Regions from separate parts of the Sus scrofa genome. Here region 1 is linked to region 2. Evidence: chromatin contacts called from public promoter capture Hi-C data. All regions are on one chromosome and are shown on one strand. The core of a region is the stretch at or near the end of the contact, and the rest is flanking DNA. Distances in the headings are between cores, read along the strand shown. Region 1 holds the start of DLST (dihydrolipoamide S-succinyltransferase). Region 2 holds the start of LTBP2 (latent-transforming growth factor beta-binding protein 2).

Evidence for each region. Promoter capture Hi-C pulls out the DNA fragments that hold promoters and counts their contacts.
Region 1: a promoter capture Hi-C map of fetal liver shows a contact between it and region 2, with 2.5 times the contacts expected there. The contact joins the promoter of DLST here to the promoter of LTBP2 in region 2. A contact is called at or near these places in 2 of 5 promoter capture datasets (fetal liver and liver) and 1 of 47 Hi-C or Micro-C datasets (embryonic fibroblasts).

The regions. Positions count from the first base shown.
Region 1 is chr7:98,089,722-98,093,758 of Sscrofa11.1, reverse strand. It overlaps DLST (dihydrolipoamide S-succinyltransferase), which reads right to left and starts at 2,598. Exons shown (of 15, transcript NM_214397.1): 1 at 2,510-2,598; 2 at 1,917-1,950. The coding sequence starts at 2,572.
Region 2 is chr7:97,850,513-97,855,031 of Sscrofa11.1, reverse strand. It overlaps LTBP2 (latent-transforming growth factor beta-binding protein 2), which reads left to right and starts at 2,184. Exons shown (of 34, transcript XM_021099520.1): 1 at 2,184-3,413. The coding sequence starts at 2,935.

The DNA.
Region 1 (4,037 bases), core at 1,349-3,848, 240 kb before region 2:
CAGATGACTGCATTTCCTCAATAACTAATCACTCTATCTGCTTCACCTGAATATATTCTCTCCTGGGTCTTACTTTTTCAGATCTATTAATAACTCTTTCTGAACCATGGGCACAGGAGCCACTGAACGGGAGACAATTCTCTCTTGTGCCCACCTCCATGTCCAGTAGCCAATGACTATGCAGTAAAAACCCCAAGCATAGCATGTATTTGAGCTAGAACAGCCAGCCCATACCAACTTCTGGAATCCTAAGTCCAACTCAGAATTCATCTTATAGCAAGTTTCATTTGTACAGTGCTTTGGAGTTGATAAAAATCCTTCACATAATGACCTCATTTTGATTTTCGCCTCACAGCTCCCTGAAGCGGAACAACCATCTGCCATGATCCCCATTTCATACATAAGAAAGGCTTCTGGAGGTTAAGTGACGAGCCCAAGGAGAAGTGCTGAACCACAATGTAAACCCCAAATACAAAGCTCTTCCCATTGTCCTGCTAGTCTCTAAAATGGAGAAAACCTTTACTGACATTTTTCAGGATTCCAAACTAAAAAGTTTATTACTGAGAGTCCTGAGCTAACATTGTGCCAGGTGCCTATGACCTCATGGCTCTTAGAATAAAGTCCAAAAACTTTACACATTCCTGCCCAGCCCTCCCAGACAGGCTTCCTTTCCATTTCTATGACGAGTCAAGTCTTCCTGCCTGAAAACCTTTGCACAAGCAATCCCCTTTGCCTAGAATATCGTTCTCTCAGCCAACTCCTATGGATTCTTTAAGACTTGGCTTAAATGTCACTCCTGTGGGGGAAGCCTTTGCTGATATTACCGCTGCACTCTCCACCTCCCAAGCTGGCTACTTCATCCCACCCTCTCATTACACTCCACTTCTCTTTCATAGTAGTTACAATGTAATTATGTCCTTCCATATGCATAAACATGTATTTGTTGTCTCTCCTGGTAGCCCATAAGATCCTGGAGGGTAGAGACCATCTATATCCCTGTCACCTAGGACAGTGCCTGGCATGCAGTGACATTTTAATAAATAATTTATGTAGTGCATGAGTAAATGATAACCTGGTGGGTTAGGGGTTCAAGCAGAAGAGTAGGTAGGCCTGGCTTGACCAGTAGTTGTCCAAGTGACCTTGGTCAAAGCACTTAACCTCTCTTAGCCTTGAATGATACATGCGTAAATAAAGAAAATTTCTCTTTTACTGTTTTTTAATGATTAACTGAAAAAAAGTACAGAAAGCACTCAGAACAATGCTTGGCACACAGAATGCCCATAATACGATCAACTCATTCAACAAATATTTGTATCATGTGTATAAAAAACTATTGGGATAAAACCAAAATTCTTTCTCCTAGTCTCGATACCTCGTGGCACTCTACCTCATGGCACTCTCTCCCTTAACCAAAATGCTCTGGTCAAATCACCTTTTTTTTTTTTCCAGTAACGAAATACTGCCAAGGTCTTTACTTCCTCAGGGACTCTGCACTTGCTATTCCTTTTCCCTCTCCTGCTCTTCATCACCCTGGCCTCTGTCACATCCTGTGGGTCACAGCTTTAGTGTCCTGCTTCATTTGTTTCCTTCTCAGCATTTAACCAAGATTCACGATAGTCCATTTGTTTAACAATTTACACCGTGTCCTTCCCACTAGACTGTATGGTCTACGGTCTAGTACAAGGAGAACCACTCACTGATGAATCCCTAGTGAGTGCCTAGCACAGTGCCTGACACATTGCGGATACTGAGTAACTATGTGCTAAATGAATAAATGATGTTTGTTATTAAATAGCATCTTGTTTCATTCCTATCTATCTGAACACCATGCGGAGAAACACAGGCACCCCATTTCCTCACATACGGCTCTGCCCAGGAGGAGAGCATTTTTAGGTGACAGCAAGGGCAGAACTTACCAGGCAGGGAACGTCTCCCTAGAGGGCAGTTCCCCTGTGGAGAAAGAAGACATTATCGACGTCACCCAGAGGAAAGAAACAGCTTTCTCTCTTAAATACAGACTCAAAGCTGTCCCGGTGCTGGTGACAGGTGAAATCTCATGACGCCGAAAGCTAATGGCAACAGCCTAGGCGTGCTCTCACTCCGTCAGCACGCTGGGCCTGCCAAACTATCTCAACTTTCCAACGGGGCTGATACCCACTGATTTTAACAGAGAGGAAACGGGCCCTTGGATCCCGTCGGAGCATTCCGTGGCGCCTCCTCCCCAACTCTGAGTCTCGTGTCGGAGCGGGCGCGGCTCCTCCGCCCCGCGCGGAGGGTGGGGTACAGCAGGGGACCAGGCGCTGCCTGCCTCGGGCAGGCGAGGGGCTACTGGGCTCCGCAAAAGAACCCGAGAGCAACAGCGGCTCTCGGCCACCCAGCCCGCGGCCTCCGCGTCCCGATGCCCTTGGTGCCCGGCCTCGCCGGCGCGCCACGCCCCTGACCCCGAGCCGTCCGTCCGCCTGCCGGAGAGTTTTTCACCCTCCGGGGCCCCAGCCCGGCCGGACCGTACCTTCTGAAAGGCGGAAAGCGAACGGCTGAACGCCCGGGACACGCAGCGGGACCGGGACAGCATCGCGGCGGCGGCGGCGGCGGAGCCGAGGGCGGGCGGACACCGGATATAGAGCCCGGCAACAACCGGAAGCAGGGCGGACCACGGCACCCGCAGCGCAGAGAGGGGTGTTCGGAACGAACCACTGACGAACGGGGGGGAAAATCGACGGGCAGAACACAGCTGCCCTAACCTCAGCCCAGGTGTGCCCGCAGGGTGAACCCGCTGCGGCTAGGCTCCCCCGGAACAAGTTGCGCTGCCTTCCGGCCGGGACAAATCCTCTGCAGGGTACCTATGACTGTCCCGTGATCAGGTCGCCCCGGGGTCCTTCCCTCCCCGATCTTTCCGCAGAGCTGTCTCTGAGCGTGGCGCCCATCTCTCCTGGGTCCCCGGACACCCTGCTCTTCTTCCGCAGCGCTGCTGGAAAAGAGTGGAAGGCGTCAAGGGCTTCTAACTCGGACTTTGACAAACAAGCCTGCCTGATCTTACACTTGTGTGTCCTTAGACAAGAGACATTGCCTCCCTATGCCTCAAATTCCTCAACTATTAAAAAAATAATAGTAGTAAAAAGCAGTGATCACTTCCCTTTCTAACCTCGGAACAAAGAAACAACCCCAAGGAACCCTTTAACCCATTACCCTTTAACCCAGCTGAAGACCTTCACCAAGTAGCCCTACTTCTGCATCCACATCTCCTGATCTTCCCTAGCCCCTATTCAAACTCTCTACAGCCAAGCCAACTGTACCCCATACATCCTGTGCATTTTGAAAGCCATTCATTTGTCTCTCGACCTCTAGAAAATAAATTCCATTAGATTAGAGAATGTGTCTGTCTTTTTCACTGCTGTATTCCTAGTAATTTTTAAAAATTACATTTTTGTTGAAACATAATTGACATGTAGCATTGTATAAGATATACAGCGTAATGATTTGCTGTATGTGTGTGAAGCGATTATCGCAAAAAGTTTAGTGAACATCCATCCTTTCATGTAAGTACAAAATTAAAGAAATTTAAAACAAAAAAAATTTGTATGTGATGAGAACTCTTAGGATTTACCCTCTTAAAAACTTTCATATATAGCATACAGCAGGGTGAGTTTATCATGCAATACATTACATCCCTAGTACTTATTTATCTTATAAGTTTATATCTTCATCCAATTCTCCCTCCTCCCCCATCACTGGTAACCACAAATCAGATTTCTTTCTCTATGAGTTTGTTTTTGAACTATAATGTATCCCCAACACTTGGAACAGAGATTGACATCGTTTAGGTGTGCAATCAATATCTGTGGGCTGAATTGGGGCCTCCCAGCGTTGAACAACCAAGAAAACACATAGCACCCCCCTCTACTCTTTTTTTTTTTTTTTTTTTTTTTGTCTTTTTAGGGCTGCACCTGCAGCACATGAAGGTTCTGGCATATGGAGGTTCCCAGACTAGGGGTTGAATCAGAGCTGTAGCTGCCAGCCTACACCACAGCTCACAGCAA
Region 2 (4,519 bases), core at 935-3,434:
GTTTTCACATTCCAAAGAGAAGTACTAGGCATCTTATTAAAGGCAGAGCCAGTTCAACAACTACCCAGCCACATCTCTGGATTCCAGGCTACAAATGGATGGGATTGAAGGAAGTCATTGAGTTATAGGACCATTGCATTAGTAAGCAGGGCTGAGGTTTCCCCAGAGGGTGCTCCCCAATGCAAACCAAGTGAACAGGGCCCTAAGAAGACCAGGTATAGATATTGGCAGCTTCCAAAGAAGATGAGAATAGCATGACTCCCCATAATTCTGCCTCCACTGAGTCTAGTTGAGGTGCTGGAAGCTGCAAGCACCTCTGATGCACCAAAACACAGCAAGAAAGATCTTGGGAGAACCCAACCTATGTCTTTAGGAATTGGAGATGTACATAAATGAAGGCACTTTTGTGTACTTCCTATCTGGAGAATCCTGACTTTGGAGCCTGGCTGGAGTGGCTCTTACACCAGCGTGAGATGCAGCCAACTCACCACTGGTTTGTTGGCTTGGATGGAAAGTCCCATGGGGTGGTAGGGGACACAGGGAAGTTGTCCAGAGAGTGCTTTGCTGAAGTGATGCAGGGTGGGGATCCTGCAGAGAGCATCCCAAGAACCCAAAAGTATACCCATGAAAGAGCCACCACTTGGCACCTGCCAGCCAAGGGCACCTGTCACATACAACTTTGCCACTTGCCCCCTAATATCTGCCCCCAACCCTGACACAGAGAAGTCTTGGCAGAAAAGGAAAGTCAGAAAATCAGACCACACCCTACGTTCCCCACGACAAGGTCTGGAGCCAGGGGACAGGCCCGGTGGAGGGAGAGGAGGGGTATTCAGCTGGATACAAGATTTGATTCAATTGGATGAGGTTTTGATTTGGACAGGACCAGACTTTTTAGAGCCTGGAAATTGGTCTTAATTATAGACATGAAACTGTTCTTGTGACTGGAGGGGATGGGCAAGCCAAGGACTCTGCTTGAGATGTCATTAAGGGTGGAGAAGAGAAATTCACCATAATGTGGCTGAAGGCAGTGAGGGGAGAACCACAGAGCTGCTTCCTGATTGCCCCTCTTCAGGTTCAGCCCATTCAACAAGTCAGTTACACGGGTAAACAAATAGGAGAATTTCAACTAGTCTAGAGCAGTGAAGCTGAACCAGGGTGATGGACTAGAAAGTGATGACTTGGGAGTGGGAAGGCTGCTCTGCGTTGGAGGGGTCAGGGGTGGCCACTCCAGGCGGTGAAGTTGGAGCTGAGAGGTGAAATGATGATGAGGAGCTGGTCCTGTAAAACATCTTGGCGATGAGTGTTCCCAGGGAGAAGGAGCGGGCATCAACGTGGCTTGTTCCAGGAGCAGAGAGGACGCCAGGGCAGCTGCATTGCGGTGGGTGCCCCACAAGAGGAGAGATAGATCTGAGAGGTGGGCAGTCCTACAGGGCTTTGGAGGCCAAGGTCAGGAGTTGAGGTTGTATTTCAGCATGAAGCATTAATTGAGTCGGCCCTTTGTATGGAAAGTTATAAACTGGTGCCTTCCTGCCTGCTCCATCCCCCTGCCTCTCTAGGAAGCCCATAGGCTGCAGGGGGCTGGGACAGCCATGGTTGCCAGGCCTTTAGACTTTAGGGCAGGGGACCATGTGTGTACATAGTGAGCTCACTCTTGAGTGGTACTAAGATGGGTGGCCATTGGCATTCTAGCAGCCCTGCCCTCTCCCTGCCAGCACAAGGAGTTGAGCACACACCCTGGATCCATCAGAGGCTCATCCAATCCGTAGGGAGTGAGGGGTTGAATGGGAGTCTAGGGAATGGACCTCTGAGCCCCAGGCAGGAGGCACCTGCATTTCATTCGCCTCTTGGACACACGCTGTCTCCTTGAGTGACCTTATTCCAGGTCTTCCATGTTTTTTTCCTCCGTGAAAAAGAGGACACCTCTTGCAGGTTCTGTCAACGCCTCAGGCCTGGGCTCGACCCTGACGCAAACAGGAAAGGGATTAAGATCAAGGAAGGAAGGCGGCTGGCAGCGGCAGGTCTCTACAAGACGCAGGACGGCTAAGACGCCGCCAAGTCCACCAGAGGGCGCGCTCCCTCCAGGCGACCTTCCAGCGCGCCCGCGTCCCACCACTGCGGAGGGAGGCGAGCGGCCTCGCGCTGCCCCAGCCCTAGAGGCACCCCTGGCCGACGCCCCCAGTGGCCCGGGAGGAAAACGAAGGACCCGGGGCCCATCCTTCGGAGCCTGTCTATCATGCCGTCTTGGCACCTCTCCTGATATCCTTCAGACGTTCGAGGCTGTAGCCTTGGGTCATCCAACCCGGCGTTTGTCCCTGAGGTCAGGGGCTGGAGATGAATTCTGGACAGGTCAGCAGTTTAGCCTGCCCAGGACAGGAGAAAGGTGGCTCGGGGCTGCCCCTGTCCCAGCAGGCGTCATTTCCCCTACCAGACCTTGGTCCGCCCTGCGCCGCCCCCAGTTCCTCACGGGTTAACCCCCCTCGCCGCCCGCTCGCTTCCCGGTGCCAAAGTGGGTGTTGCTGGAATTCCTCTCTCCCTCTCCCGTAATGAGGGGGCTGAGCTGTCCCTCCGAGGAGGGGGCATGGTGTGGATAAAAGAGACGAAAAGTCAGGGGGAGGTTTCCAAAAATAAAACGCTCCGATTCCCCTTCAGAAGGCTACAGTGACTGGGAGAAGGCGCGAAGGTGCAACAGCAGTGCGCGCGCAGCTGGAGACAGAGCGCGATCGCTGGGCTCAGGGCGCGCAGCCCCGGGCCGCTCCCGCCGCCAGGCCCTCGCTCCAGAGAGAGCCCGGCCCGTAGTCTGACTCGGGGGCCCTAGACGGGGAAAGGCGGGCCACCCGGTGGGGTCCGGAGCGCAGCCCGCTGGCGGCCTGGCGCACCGACAGCTAGCCCCTGGGCTGTTCCCCGTGCGCACCGCTCTGCAGCCGCCCAGGCGCCATGAGGCCCTCGACCACCCGCCGCTGCCCCGGGCGCGCCCTGAGGAACCCCTGGAGGAGCTTCCTGCCGCTCACCCTGGCTCTCTTCGTGGGCTTGGGTCATGCTCAGAGGGACCCGGTGGGAAGATACGAGCCGGCTGGCAGGGACGCGAATCGGCTGCGGCGCCCCGGGGGCAGCCACCCCGCAGCGGCTGCAGCCAAGGTGTACGGTCTGTTCCGGGATCAGGACGCGTCGGTCCCGGGTTTGCCGCCCGAGGAGCGGGCCCAGCCTGGCTGGGGCAGCGCCAGGAGGCCCGCCGAGACCGAGGCCAGGAGGCCGCCCCGCGCGCAGCAGCCGCGTCGAGTCCAGCCACCTGCGCAGACCTGGAGAAGCCGTTCCTTGAGCCAGCAGCAGCCGGCATCCCGGGACCGGGCTGCCGCAGCTCTCCCGCGCCTCGGGACGGTTCAGCGGCCGCGAGCTGCGCGAGGGCGGCTTACGGGGTGAGCATTGGAGAGGGAAGCATGGGGGCTAAAGGGAGCGAGGGCCAGTCTCCCGTGCGCTCTTTCGTGGAGGGATGTGCAGGCGAGAGGAGAGGGCGCCCGGCTCCGCCCTTCGTCCCTCTCTCCTTAGTACTGCAGGGAAACAGACCGAGGTCCCAAAGTTGGGCTCGATCTGACCCGCTTTCAAAGAAAAACACCATCCGTACCCTTTCGTACCAGCTCGTGGTGACCCGACGTTAAATCCTTACCCAAGGAGTGGGTGCGTTCTCCCGCCCTCCCTCAGCCCGCCTCTAACCGGTGCCTGAAGACGCCCGCAACGATGCAGGGATCCGAAAGGGAGGCGAGAGGGGGCAGGAGGGTAGACGTTCCAGGGCTTGAGGCCCAGGGGAAGCCGAGTGGGCTCAGAGCGCGGGTAGGTGGAGGATGTTGAGGCTCCGGAGTGCGAAGGCAGATGCATCTCCAGGAAGGGTGCTGTCAACGAAGTCTGCTCTTGGGGACAAGAGTATGGATTGGGGCACAGATCCGCCTGAGCCCGCGGATGGCTGGGCTGGAAGTGGGGGTAGGCTCGCGGGCAGGAGCCCCCGATATGGCTGAGACACTGCGGGTACGTGGGGTTTGTGTGTGCGCCTATACCGCTCGGTGTCCGCGCGACTCTCACGCTTTTCAGGGCTGAGTCTCCCTGCCCACTCTGCGATTTGCATTTTTCCCTCTCCCTGGGGGGCGCCAGCAACTGCCCTCCGGGGGCACCCTCGCAGCGTGGGGGAGGCTGCCCAGCAACCTGCAGCCCCAGTTAAGGACCCTCACGGCTGCGGAGCGCTTGGCCTTGCCTGAGTATAACAGGTGTCTCCAGAATGGAGGGCACGGGAGTCCCAGGCAGTGCGGGGTGGGGGTGGGGCGTCGCGGTGTCTGGGGAGGAACCCTGCAGGCTTTTTTTGCCTGGGCCCGTTGGGTTCAGTCCCCCAGCATGAAGGACCCGACACCCCCGTTTCTACTCCTGAGGACATTCTTACCTCCTCTCCACTCCTTCATTTCCTTGGCTGTAGCAACCTTCTCTTATATTTCAGCAGGATTCCCTCCCACCCGGCAGACCTCTGCTTAGGGAGGCC